2 separate regions of the Mus musculus genome follow, and region 1 is linked to region 2. A link is a contact called in public promoter capture Hi-C data. All regions are on one chromosome and are shown on one strand. Each heading gives the region's core, a stretch centred on a gene start, on an enhancer-like site or on the middle of the called end of the contact. The rest is flanking DNA. Distances are from core to core; before and after follow the strand shown.

Region 1 (5,213 bases), core at 1,233-3,732, 1.4 Mb before region 2:
CCCATGTTGGTGCTTACAGTCAAGTTGTTCCTTAAAAGTTTCAACCTTCTTGTTTACAATTTTTAATTCAAGTGAAGTTACAACCTTAACAATGTAGGGGCAGTTACATAAAATCAGAAAGTCAATAACTTGAATACTTAATCAAATGAAGATAAATCACCTTCAGTCACAAGAAAATTTGGGCCTACTAGCCAAATAAAGTTTATATATTTCTCATGCTACAGGCAAAAGAAATTCTATATACACATACAGACACACACACGTGCACACACACACAGTGTATTGATGGAAAAAAAGGAACAGGAGGGAGAGTTAGGGGAAGGAGACAAAACTCCGTAATAAGGAAAGGCTAGTCTATCCTTACTTAAAATAACATTTATAGTAAAACCCCTTGATTTTCCTGGGACAAGCAACCTTTCCATACAATGATTAACAACCAACCAAACAAAACACCGTACTCATTCTAGCAAAGATGCTGTGATAGGCTTAGGAGATAAATATTAAGGAAAACACAACTCAAGTCATCAGAAATATGTCATTGTTTTGATTCTGGCAAGAATAACAGAACCCATCTATCTTCTTCACTTGGATATTCAGCCAATGAATATCACCTTAAAGTCACCAGGGATCAAACTAAACTCCACCTATAAGAGCCAACCTTTCTTAAAACCCAGCTATATTGTGTAAGACAGGTTCATATGGCTCCTGTTTTTAGTCTAAGTGAAGCGTCTGACAGTTAGTGTTCAAAACGGCCTGTGAATGGTAACTACTTACTCAAAGCCCAGCCAGTCCCAACACCTTTTCATGATATACAAAGTTACAACAGTCCATTTTGAAACCTGACCAGGGACCAAAGCTGAATAAATGTGCAAGACTAATTACTTGCTTAGGTCTCTTTTACGATAAGTAAATGCCAGGCTACATTTATCTTTCTCATTTTAAGAAAGAATATCACTATGTACACATTGTGTCCCCCCACATACACTGAAGAAATAAGGTCAACGCATTAAAAAAAACCTGTTATGCGAACTCTTCATAAACAGTATTATACAAGTTCTGGTAACATTTCAGTTTTAAGAAACTTTAAAAAAAGACACCACTTGGTTTTTAATTGTATTTTGGTAAACAGAATGATTAGCCGTAAAACTCTGCAAACCAAGTACTTACTGTAGTCTTGAATCAATGATTACAGAAAAGAAAGTGAAACTGTCCCTGAGTAAAAACAAATAAGTGTAACTCATTATTCACAGACCTAAGCATCTGAATGAGTGACATGGTAAAAGCAGAACGTTTAAAATGCATGCTTTGAAGAAAAGTTCTCCTCCATAAACAGCTGTGCGAACCTGGATCCGGTTGTTACTTTGTAAAAGGGGCGTTAACTAGTTTCCCCGACACTTTTTGTTACTTGAGTGTATTTACTTGAAAGAACCACAAACAAGCAAGTCCTAAGGCCTTCAGATATAAAAGAGCTATTCAACAAAAGTAATCTCAACTGTATTCTAGGGAGGTTAAAGTCCTAGATTGTAAAACTTTGGTCCCGTCAAATTTTCATTTCAAACATCTGAATCTGATCCCTCCCACCCGCCCTTTCCTCCAGGTAAGTTGGTTCTCTGTGCCCCAAAAGATAAAGAGCCTGGGGGAGGAAGGCACACTCGCTTTTTCGGAGGGGAAAGAGCTACGGGGCTCCTCCCCCCCACCCCAACACCCCCGGCTGTCCGCCTCTCTTGCGGGTGTCCGCTCCGCTACGGCGTGGGCAACTCGGGTGTTCTGCTGAGGAGCCTAGTGGACTGCGCCCGGGTGGGAAAGTTTGTCGGGGTGGGGTGGGGGCGGGGAGGCCAGCCCGGAGCTCCGAGGGGCGCCCTGGAGCCGGAGGTGGCAGCCACGCGGGGGGGCGGCGGGCGGGCCCCGGACGCCGGCTACGCCGGCTACACTGTCCCGGCGTGCACACGCCCACCCCGGCAGCTCCAAACGCGCCGGGCGGCCCGGTAGCTGCCGGCCGCCCGAGCAGCGGACCGAGGGGGCGGGCTGGGGCCGGTGGGGGTGGGAGCGCTGTGGCCATGGCAACCAGGGGGGTCCGGCCCTTCCGTGCAACCCCGGCGCTGCCTTCGCTGCGAGCCCGCCCGCCGTGGCCACCGCCTCCTGCTCTGCGGGCCTGGCCCGGCCGGGCGGCGGCAGCGCCAGTCCCGCAGCCGTGGGGTCCCCGGGCCGCCCGGCGGCTGTAGAGGGGGCGGCGGGCGAGGGGCCGCGCTAGTCCCGGCGGGCCGCGGCCGGCTGAAGGCGGCGGGGCGGCTGAGGCCGCGAACCAGGGACACGCGGCCCGGCCCCACGCCGGCCTGCAGCGGGCGGGAAGGAGGCGGGAGCTTACCTGACCCGGCTCGGCACTCGCTCCATCCCCCTCGGCCGCCGCCGCCGCCGCCGCCGCACACAGCCCAGCCGCCCGGCGGGGGACAATGACGTGCCTCCATCCGGGCACCGCCGCCGCCGCCTCCGGGTCAGCGCCGCACCCGCAGCTTGCCGGCCGGGCCGCCAGGGGGCGCACCAGGGCCGCGCCCGCACGCGCCGCCGCCACGGCCTCCGCCGCCCAGGGGCCGTCGCGCAAGAGGCGCGGCGCGCAGCTAACGGGCCGGGCAAACGCGGGAGGGGCCGTCGCCCAAGGGCGGCGGGGCGCGGGCTGGCCTCACGCGTCAGCTAAGCGCCGGGCTCCGCCGGAGAAAGCACACTGATTGGTCCGACGCCCTGATTGGCGGGATGCACTGATTGGCTGGGTGTCCGGCAGCAGGGCGGGGAGGGGCCGCTTCCGTTCAGAGTTCCCGGAGTGGCCCGGGTTGGGGCCCTAAAGCCAGTACACCTGAGCTCCCATCCCGGGAGACTCATGCCTCTCCTACGCGTGGCCCTGCGGACTACGGTGGCGAGGCCACTGGGCTCTGCGATCCACGGGCCCTCACCGCGATGGGGCCTCCGCTGTCTCTACCTTACGTAGCCCTGCCAGGCTAAAGAGCAGACCATGCACCCCCCTCAACGTCTCACTTCAAGTCTTAGCTCTCCAGATTGAGGCAACTGCGCCCCAGTCCTACAGTCATGCTTCTTGTTACTTCCTGGATCCTGAGGCTGGACAAAGTAGTTCATCCTTGTATTCTCTCCCCTCCAGCGCCTGCCTGTGGTACCCATTTAGTACACACCCCTGAAGAGCATTCACTGCTGATCAAAACCTTTCACCCCCTAGACCACCAGTTCACTACACCCTACTGACCTAAAGAGCTGTGGTCCTGCCCACCACCCACTTGCCTTCTCTCTCACTAAGCCTAGTCTAACTGACTCCTCCAGCACTCCACTCTGGTTTCACTATACTCTTGTGGACACAGTTTTTTGTTTTATTTTAAAACACAGATCAGAAGAAGAAGCTAAGCTCTTTAGCTTGGGCATTAAAAGTCCCATTTTAATGATTCCCAGTACAGGTGAGTCTGAGACAGGAGAATCACAAGTTTGAAGACACCCTGTGCTACAGAAGGACTCCCAGTCTCAAAACAAAACACCCAACTCCATATTTCCTTTTTCCTTTCATTTATTCCAGCCACAGCATGCTATGTTAAGCTTTTAACATTATAAAGAGGTCAGGAGCCTATACCTACTCATGCTACCAACTTCATTACAGTCCCTATAGGTTGGCTATAAAATGTCTATTGAGTATTTGGAGCAAAAAACTCAAGTACTTTGAGGAATTAAAAAGGAGAAAGAGAATCCTAGTTGCTCACATTTCAGCATCTCCTGTCAAAATTAACACCACAACTTTTTTCTTTACAAAAAATGGTTATGGAATTTCACCACTGTAGACCATTATTAAGAGATTTGCAAAAGGTAAAATAACCCATGTCTGTGATCCTAGAATTCAGCAGCTTAGGCAGAAGGATTGCCATGAGTTCAAGCCAGCCTGGACTACAGAGTAAAATCCTGTCTGTAATCCAGGTCAGCCAAGACTATAGACTGAGACCCCATCTCAAGGAAAATGACCAATTTGTGCGACTAGAACTACCTGCTCAGTACTTTGCCTTTTCCAGGTAATTAAATTCAAATGCTGAGGAACTGAGGGACTAGTTATCTAGCTAAACGTTATGGTATTTCAGAACACTTCCCTTTGAGGTCCCAGAAGTTTACCCCGCCCCTGTTGGGATTTATTAAGAATGGGGTTTGGTGTTTGTTTTTAGAGGCAGGGTCTTATTCTGTATAATGGCTTTAAACTCTACAACCTCTGCCTCAATCTGCAAGTGCTGGGCTTACAGATTTAAATGAGGGAAGAAAGAGAATTTGGCCCCAGTGGACAAAACATTCTCAAATGGCCCTCACTTCTGCTTTGATTTTACACAAAGTTTGATGTTCTTTAATTCAGGTCACCTTAACAATTTGACTATAAAAGCATTTTGTGTGTGTGTGTGCGTGTGTGTGATATGTCTGAGTGTGTGTATGTCAAAAACAGGTCAACATCAAGTGGTTTTTTTTTTCAACTGCTACCATATTTGTGTAGTATGTGTATGGACACACTTGCAGGTGTGCATGCTCATTAGGAAGTCAACTGTTAATAGCTCTCATATTTCCTCTGTGTGTGTGTGTGTGTGTGTGTGTGTATGTGTGTGTGTAGAACAGAGGTTAACATTTGGCATCTTCGTGTGTCACACTGAACTGAGAGCTTGGTTAGATGGCATCCATCAAACCCCTGAGATCCACATGTCCTGTGCTATGTCCCCTCTCTACTCCCTGGAAGTGGAAGGGCAAGACAGCATCTACAGAAGACCACTGCAACTATGCCTGAAACACTGTTCCCGCCGAGAGCACTTCAGGTCGTCTGCTGTGGCCTTGGAAAGTAGCTCTCCCAAAGCACAGAGTGCATTCTAGAAGATCGTGCAGACATCTCAGAGGTAAGAGAATTGCCCCCTTGCAATTCTTACCATAGCCACCACTCTAAGCAATAGAGGTATGCCATGGCCGGATCATTCCTTCTCTGACAGCAGGCTTTTTTGAGAAAGGGTATCATATAGTCCTGGCTGGCCTAAAACTAGCTGTGTACCTGACTTTGAACCACAGATCCTCCTGCACCAGTCTCAGGAGAACTGAGATAACTGGGGTGTACAAACATGTACACCATCTGTAGGGTGTGTGTGTGTGTGTGTGTGTGTGTGTGTGTGTATGCATGCCAGAGGAGAACTTCAGGCATCACTAGA
Region 2 (6,093 bases), core at 2,514-5,013:
GCAGAAGTCTAACAAGTAAGCACTGGCTAACTCAATGCTTACTCTCTTTGGAATTCCACTGATTACACCAGGCTATGATGGTCTCTTAGGAGAGACCAGAGCAGGAGGCCATTCTTGCTCCCTACATTGTATTAAAAACTTCAAGTCTCAAAATGCTTTTGTAGTTTCCACTGTTGTAGAACAAGGCAGCTTGACTTAAAGAACCTTGTGTAAAACTAAGAACAGGCTGGAGAGATGGGTCAGTGGTTAAAGGCACTGACTGCTCTTCCAGGGGTCCTGAGTTCAATTCCCAGCAACCACATGGTGGCTCACAACCATCTGTAATGGGATCTGATGCCCTCTTCTGGGGTGTCTGAAGACAGCTACAGTGCACCTATATATAATAAATAAGTCTTTAAAAACCAAAAAAACTAGGGACTCAATTGCCCCCATAAAGCATGAAAGTTGTAGCCTTTGTTTAGACTAACATGCTAACCAGTGACTCAAAAGACAGAATGGAAGCCAGCTGTGGTGGCGCACACCTTTATTCCTGGCCCTTGGAAGGCAGAATCCGGGGGATCTCCGTGAAGTCTGTGCCAGCTTGGGCTAAGTTGCAAGTTCCAGACTAGCCAGGTATACACAGTGAGATTCTGTGAGATTATTAAAAATCAGATTATTACTGAATGGCTCTTATTTTATGGGTGCTGTTGTGTTTTGCCAACTTGACTGGATTTAGCGTCACCTAGCAGACACATCTGGGCATGTCTGAATGTGGCGGCTCCATCCTTTAGTGCAGCTGAGGCTCTGAACACTATTTTCTTGTTACTTCCTTCCCAAGTGTGGGCACATGTTTGTATCCAACAGCCTCCAGCTCCCTTGGCCATGTCTTCCCTGCATGAGGTACCGCATCCCTTCAAACAACCAGCCAAAATAACTCCTTCCTTCCTTAAGTGGTTTTTGCATGGATCTTCTCACAACCCAGATAAAGAAACAAACCAACATGACTGAACACTTCTCGTCATTGACTGTAGACAGTATATTTTCATCTATCCAGACTAAACTTCTTCAGAGAAGACACTCTCTTTTGTAAAGAGTTGGAGTCTAAGTGAAACACAGCTGAGGTTTTCCTTGTTTGCTTTTGGCTCTGGGTACCAACTGTATACACTCTAGAAATGGCTCACTTACCCCACAATGCATGAGGAAGCCTTGCTTTCCAGGAATGCTATTTTTCCTCTGTCCAGTTGTCTCTGAGGTAGGATATCCAACTTACAATTATCTTCCCACTCCATTCCCTTGCTTCCCCATGACAGGACCTGTAGCCATGGAATAAATTCAAATTATAAGAGCTCTAAGTCAGGAAGAACTCTAAGTCTGTGAACAACTGAACTATTTAACTGTAAATAATACCACATGGGTGTGCGATTGGAGTATTGCAGATTTGCCTCTGTAGACGGTGCCTTACAATCAAGGGCTTCTGGATGGAAGTTGCTTGAAGTCCCGTCTCTATTTAAGGTCATGCAGACTGCTTGGCCTTGCTCAATTAGGATGTAGTGTGAAGAGATCAAATGTTATAGACTCCAAAAGTATCTCGGGGCATCTCAGGCCATTTAGTAGTTATCTACTAGCCTTCATTTCCCTTTTTGAATCTTCGATTTTTAATAGAACACACACACATACATACATACATGTCACTGTCTTCAGTCACATCTGAAATGGGCATCAGATCCCATTACAGATGGTTGTGAGCCACCATGTGGTTGCTGGGATTTGAACTCAGGACCTCTGGAAGAGCAGTCAGTGCTCTTAACCACTGAGCCATCTCTCCAGCCTAGTGAGTCTTCTTTTTTGAGACACGATCTCATGTAGTCTAGGCTGCCCTCAAACCCTTATGTTGCCTACACTGGCTCTGATCTTCCTCCCTCTGCCTCTGAAGTGCTTGCCGTTACAGGCACGTGGCACCGCGTCAGGTTTGTACAGGGCTGGAGCTAACAGAGGGGTTTGTGACTGTTAGGTAAGCACTCTTGTCAACTGAGCTACAACACTAGCCATGATCTTTATTTTTATACTTAGCTAACCTTCTCAGGCTTGTTATGTAAAGCCCTTGTGGTGTATCAGCAGATCTCTAGCTTCCTCCAACACTAAGGCTAAGAGTTCTCTAACCTAAGTTGAAACCTAGGAAAGATTGACTCTTCTTGCTATAACCCTCCTATCCGATGTTCCCACCAATGCAACTCTGCTAAATGTTCTGATGTGTGGCTTTCTCTTGTCCTGCAACTATAAAAGTTCACCCAAGGCCAGCGAGATGGCTTGGTGGGAAAAGCGCTTGCTGAACAAGTCCGACCACATGAGTTGGATCTCTGGAATCCGTGTAAAGGTGAAAGCAGAGAACTGAGTTCACAGAGCTGACCTCTGACCACCATATGAGTGCTACCCACTCACACAGCACACACACACACTCACACTCACACACACACTCACACACACACTCACACTCACACACACACACACTCACACACACACACACACACACACACACACACACACACACACAGACCGATAATAATTCTAAAGACCATAACGCAACTGTTTTCAAGGTGGGGCAAACACTTAGGGTAAGGAATCCGAGCACTGCTAAGCAATGCTCATGGATATTTGACTCGAAATAGACTATTCCCTTATTTCTGTTAGGGCAGTGTTTACTGTCCACTGGGTCAAATATATAGACCACCACAAGACAAGGACTGGGGTGCCTACCTCTAGTGGAACCTGGGTACTTAACTGGTTGCTTCATAATTTCTACCAGAGCAGGGGCAACAGTCTGACTGGATGTAGCATTCAGGGCAGTTCTTATAAATTGCATCTACATAGAATACACTCTTTCCATGTCACCATTGCGCCTTCTTGTGGTGTCATTGTGGGTGCAGGAACAAGTGGTCCTGATCTAGGAACAGTCAAGGGGACTCTTAGGTAGACTTGAGACTTTCTACTGAGGGTCCAGGACAGGGACAGTCCGCCAGGCAGAAAATAGTCACCAGTTCTGACCCACCCTCTATGAAGGAACACAAACATAGTTTCAAGGGCTGGCAAGATGGCTCAGCTTAAAAGATTGTATTGTTCTCGCTGAGGACCTGAGTTCAGTTCCCAGCACCCACATGGTGTAACTTACAATTCCAGCTCCAAGAGGATCTGTTGCTCTCTTGGCCTCCAGGGGCACCTGAATTCACATGCGTATACCGACACAGACATCCATATAATTCTTTTTTTTTTTTTTTTTTTTGGAGACAGGGTTTCTCTGTGTAGCCCTGACTGTCCTGGAACTCACTCTGTAGTCCAGGCTGGCCTCAAACTCAGAAATCCACCTGCCTCTGTCTCCCAAGTGCTGGGATTAAAGGCGTGCGCCTCCACCGCCCAGCCACATAAATATTTTTATTTTATTTTATTTTATTTTGAATTGTTCTTCAGAACCACAAAGCCTGAGAGATCCTAGCTCAGTAATTTGTAACAAAAAGCACTTGAGAAGCTCCCAACGCTGCACACTTGGGCCATGGTTCAGAAATGTGTGTGTGTTAAAACCTCCTTAAAGAAAGGAGTAGGACGCCCATCCAGTTCCACAAGCACGCCCTAGCGCTGACGAGCGGCTGCCTCACCTGAGCAGCAGCCGCTCTTCAGACAGAACACGCCAACAAAGGCTACGTTCTGCGCCTGCGCCTGCGCCAAGCGCCAGCTGAGAGCGGCCGCTCTGCGCAGGCGCTCCGGTCACTTCCGGGATCTGTCAGCCTCTCCCTCTAGGCCTCCCTCCTCCGTCCGCGCCCGCCGGAGCCAGTTCGCGTCGACTGACCAGAGTCCGCGAATCGTCCGCTCCGGACCTCCAGACCTCCCCAACCTCAGGTAAGGAGCCACAGGGCGGAGAGTCTGGCCCGGGTCGCCTCCATTTTTTTTTTTGTATGTTCTATGGCACGCGGGGGCGGCGGGCCCAGGGCTGTTAGGCGCGGGGTCTGGAGCTGAGGGGCCCGGGATCTCAGCCCTTCGTGGTTACCTCTGAGTCCCTGGTGCCCCCCTCACACACAGACCGAGCGTTTCTGAGCACTTTCCAGCTGCCCTCCATCTCGGATGAGAGAAGGAACAACTCGGCTTCCGACACCCCCATAGTACCATTTGCACCCCTACTGTGAGCATTTACCACAATCTGTAAAATTAGTTTAGACGGGCGGATCTCCCCCCCCATCCCCCGGTGGCTTGTCACGAGTATCTGTTCATCTCGTCAACATCTAGGATGTTGCCTAGAGCAGCCTCCGAACCGTCAGTTATTGGGGAACCCTTCCCAGCAAGAGAAAGCCCATCTTTCCAGTAACCTTAAGATTCCCTAGCTCTAGCCCCCGCCCCCGCAAGTCAGACTTGTACTCTCCTCTGCACCCGTATTCATAGGGTCCTTTATGTAGAACCCTCCGAGTTCCCGTTTGACTCTGCCACTTTGTCAGGTGTCTCTGGGAAGGTTGTTTCTTGGTGCCTCAGTTTCCCCAGCTGCAGTAAGAAGATTCTTAGTCTACTTGGTTTTATGGGTTTCGCGTGGAGTTCGTGTGCTTGAGTTGCTTACAGCAATTCCTAACCCAGAGAAGCTGTTCAAATGATCTGATAATAAATGATAGCCATTACTGGTGCTTCTGAGACTTTCAAGGCATATCTGCCTTCCTTTACTTTCTGCTCTCTTTCCTCCGGAGAAGGACATGAGGACAAGGATTTATTCATGTTCCTGGCCCCGTTCAGATACTGAACACTGTTGGGAACATGGGAGGCACTTAATAAATTGCAGCTTAGAATCTCTGAGTATAAAGCCATCTGTTGTCATGGTGTGTTTCTCTCCTATCTTCTCCTTGCCCAGTTTCTGAAATGACCTAGGTTGGCATCCTATTTTATCAGTTCCCTTAATCTTTTGGTTTCCTAGTAGGCCTTAGGATTTCAGGTCTCTATAAGTTATCAGTCCCGGGTGTTTACCCCATTAGATCAAGTCACTGGCTGTCTCAGGGGTGGGGGTTGGGGGAAGGCTTCTTCAATTCATATGCTGTTCACAGCTGAGAGGACCCATTGGAAATTGCAGACTCCTTTAGAGGATGGGTGGCAGTGTTTTGAATCTAAATTATCTAGTGTTAGGTCAAAATAAGTTCTCTACAGGAAGTGTGGAGATGGTCTGATGAAGCTGGAATTTCTAATGAAGCCTGTCAGAACATTGGTAGGGCGTGGTGACCTGTTGGAGCACAGGTATCGCTGGGCTGGGTAAGGAGAGCAATTAGAAACTAGATGAAAGCCGGGCGTAGTGGCGCACGCCTTTAATGCCAGGACTCGGGAGGCAGAGGCAGGCGGATTTCTGAGTTCGAGGCCGGCCTGGTCTACAGAGTGAGCTCCAGGACAGCCAGGGCTATACAGAGAAACCCTGTCTCAAAAAACCAAAAAAAAAAAAAAAAAAGAAAAAGAAAAAAGAAACTAGGTGAATCAATGACTTGAAATTGACCCTAACAGGGAATGGAAACTCTAACTTATGTGAATTTGTCAAGTCCCAGTGGAATGGGGTCAAGACACCAACATGTCCTTCTAGGACTGGTTCAAAGCTTTGTGTCAGAGGAAGAAAGAAAACCAATTTACTGGGCTTCCAAGATGGCTCCACCACTAAAGGCTAGGCTTACAACCCAAAAGATCAGAGAACTAACTTACCGGAATCAGTTTTGTGCTGCTTTTATGTGCTATCTCATTTAATCTTCCCAACGGTTGTCTTGTAATGCCATTTGGAGATGAAATGAAAATTTGCCCAGCATCTCATGTGTGTGTCAAAATGAAGATTCAAGCTCAGGTCCCCTCGTCTCAGATTTCCATGGCTAACTCGACATTAACATGACTCCACTTGAAGGCTGGGAATGTGGCTGAGTTGGTGCAGCCCTTGCCTGGTGTGCACAGTGCATAGGTAGGTAGGCTCACCAGTAGGGCAGGAAGAAAGACCATGCTAAGTGAAAGCTGAAGAGAGTAGGAGCCTCTTCCTTCAGTCCTCTTTATCCCTCAGTGCTGGACAGTGGCAACAGGCGCCTGATGCCTGCGTTTTGGTTGGTTGGTTTTGTTTGAGGCAGA

The links. Promoter capture Hi-C pulls out the DNA fragments that hold promoters and counts their contacts.
Region 1: a promoter capture Hi-C map of liver shows a contact between it and region 2, with 2.4 times the contacts expected there. The contact joins the promoter of Usp42 here to the promoter of Arpc1a in region 2. A contact is called at or near these places in 2 of 39 promoter capture datasets (liver and second pharyngeal arch cranial neural crest).

The regions. Positions count from the first base shown.
Region 1 is chr5:143,729,798-143,735,010 of GRCm38.p6, forward strand. Usp42 (ubiquitin specific peptidase 42) reads right to left here and starts at 2,483. Exons shown (of 18, transcript NM_029749.2): 1 at 2,366-2,483. It overlaps Gm38737 (a long non-coding RNA gene), which reads left to right and starts at 2,658. Exons shown (of 3, transcript XR_868672.3): 1 at 2,658-4,055; 2 at 4,757-4,910.
Region 2 is chr5:145,080,106-145,086,198 of GRCm38.p6, forward strand. Arpc1a (actin related protein 2/3 complex, subunit 1A) reads left to right here and starts at 3,764. Exons shown (of 10, transcript NM_019767.2): 1 at 3,764-3,867.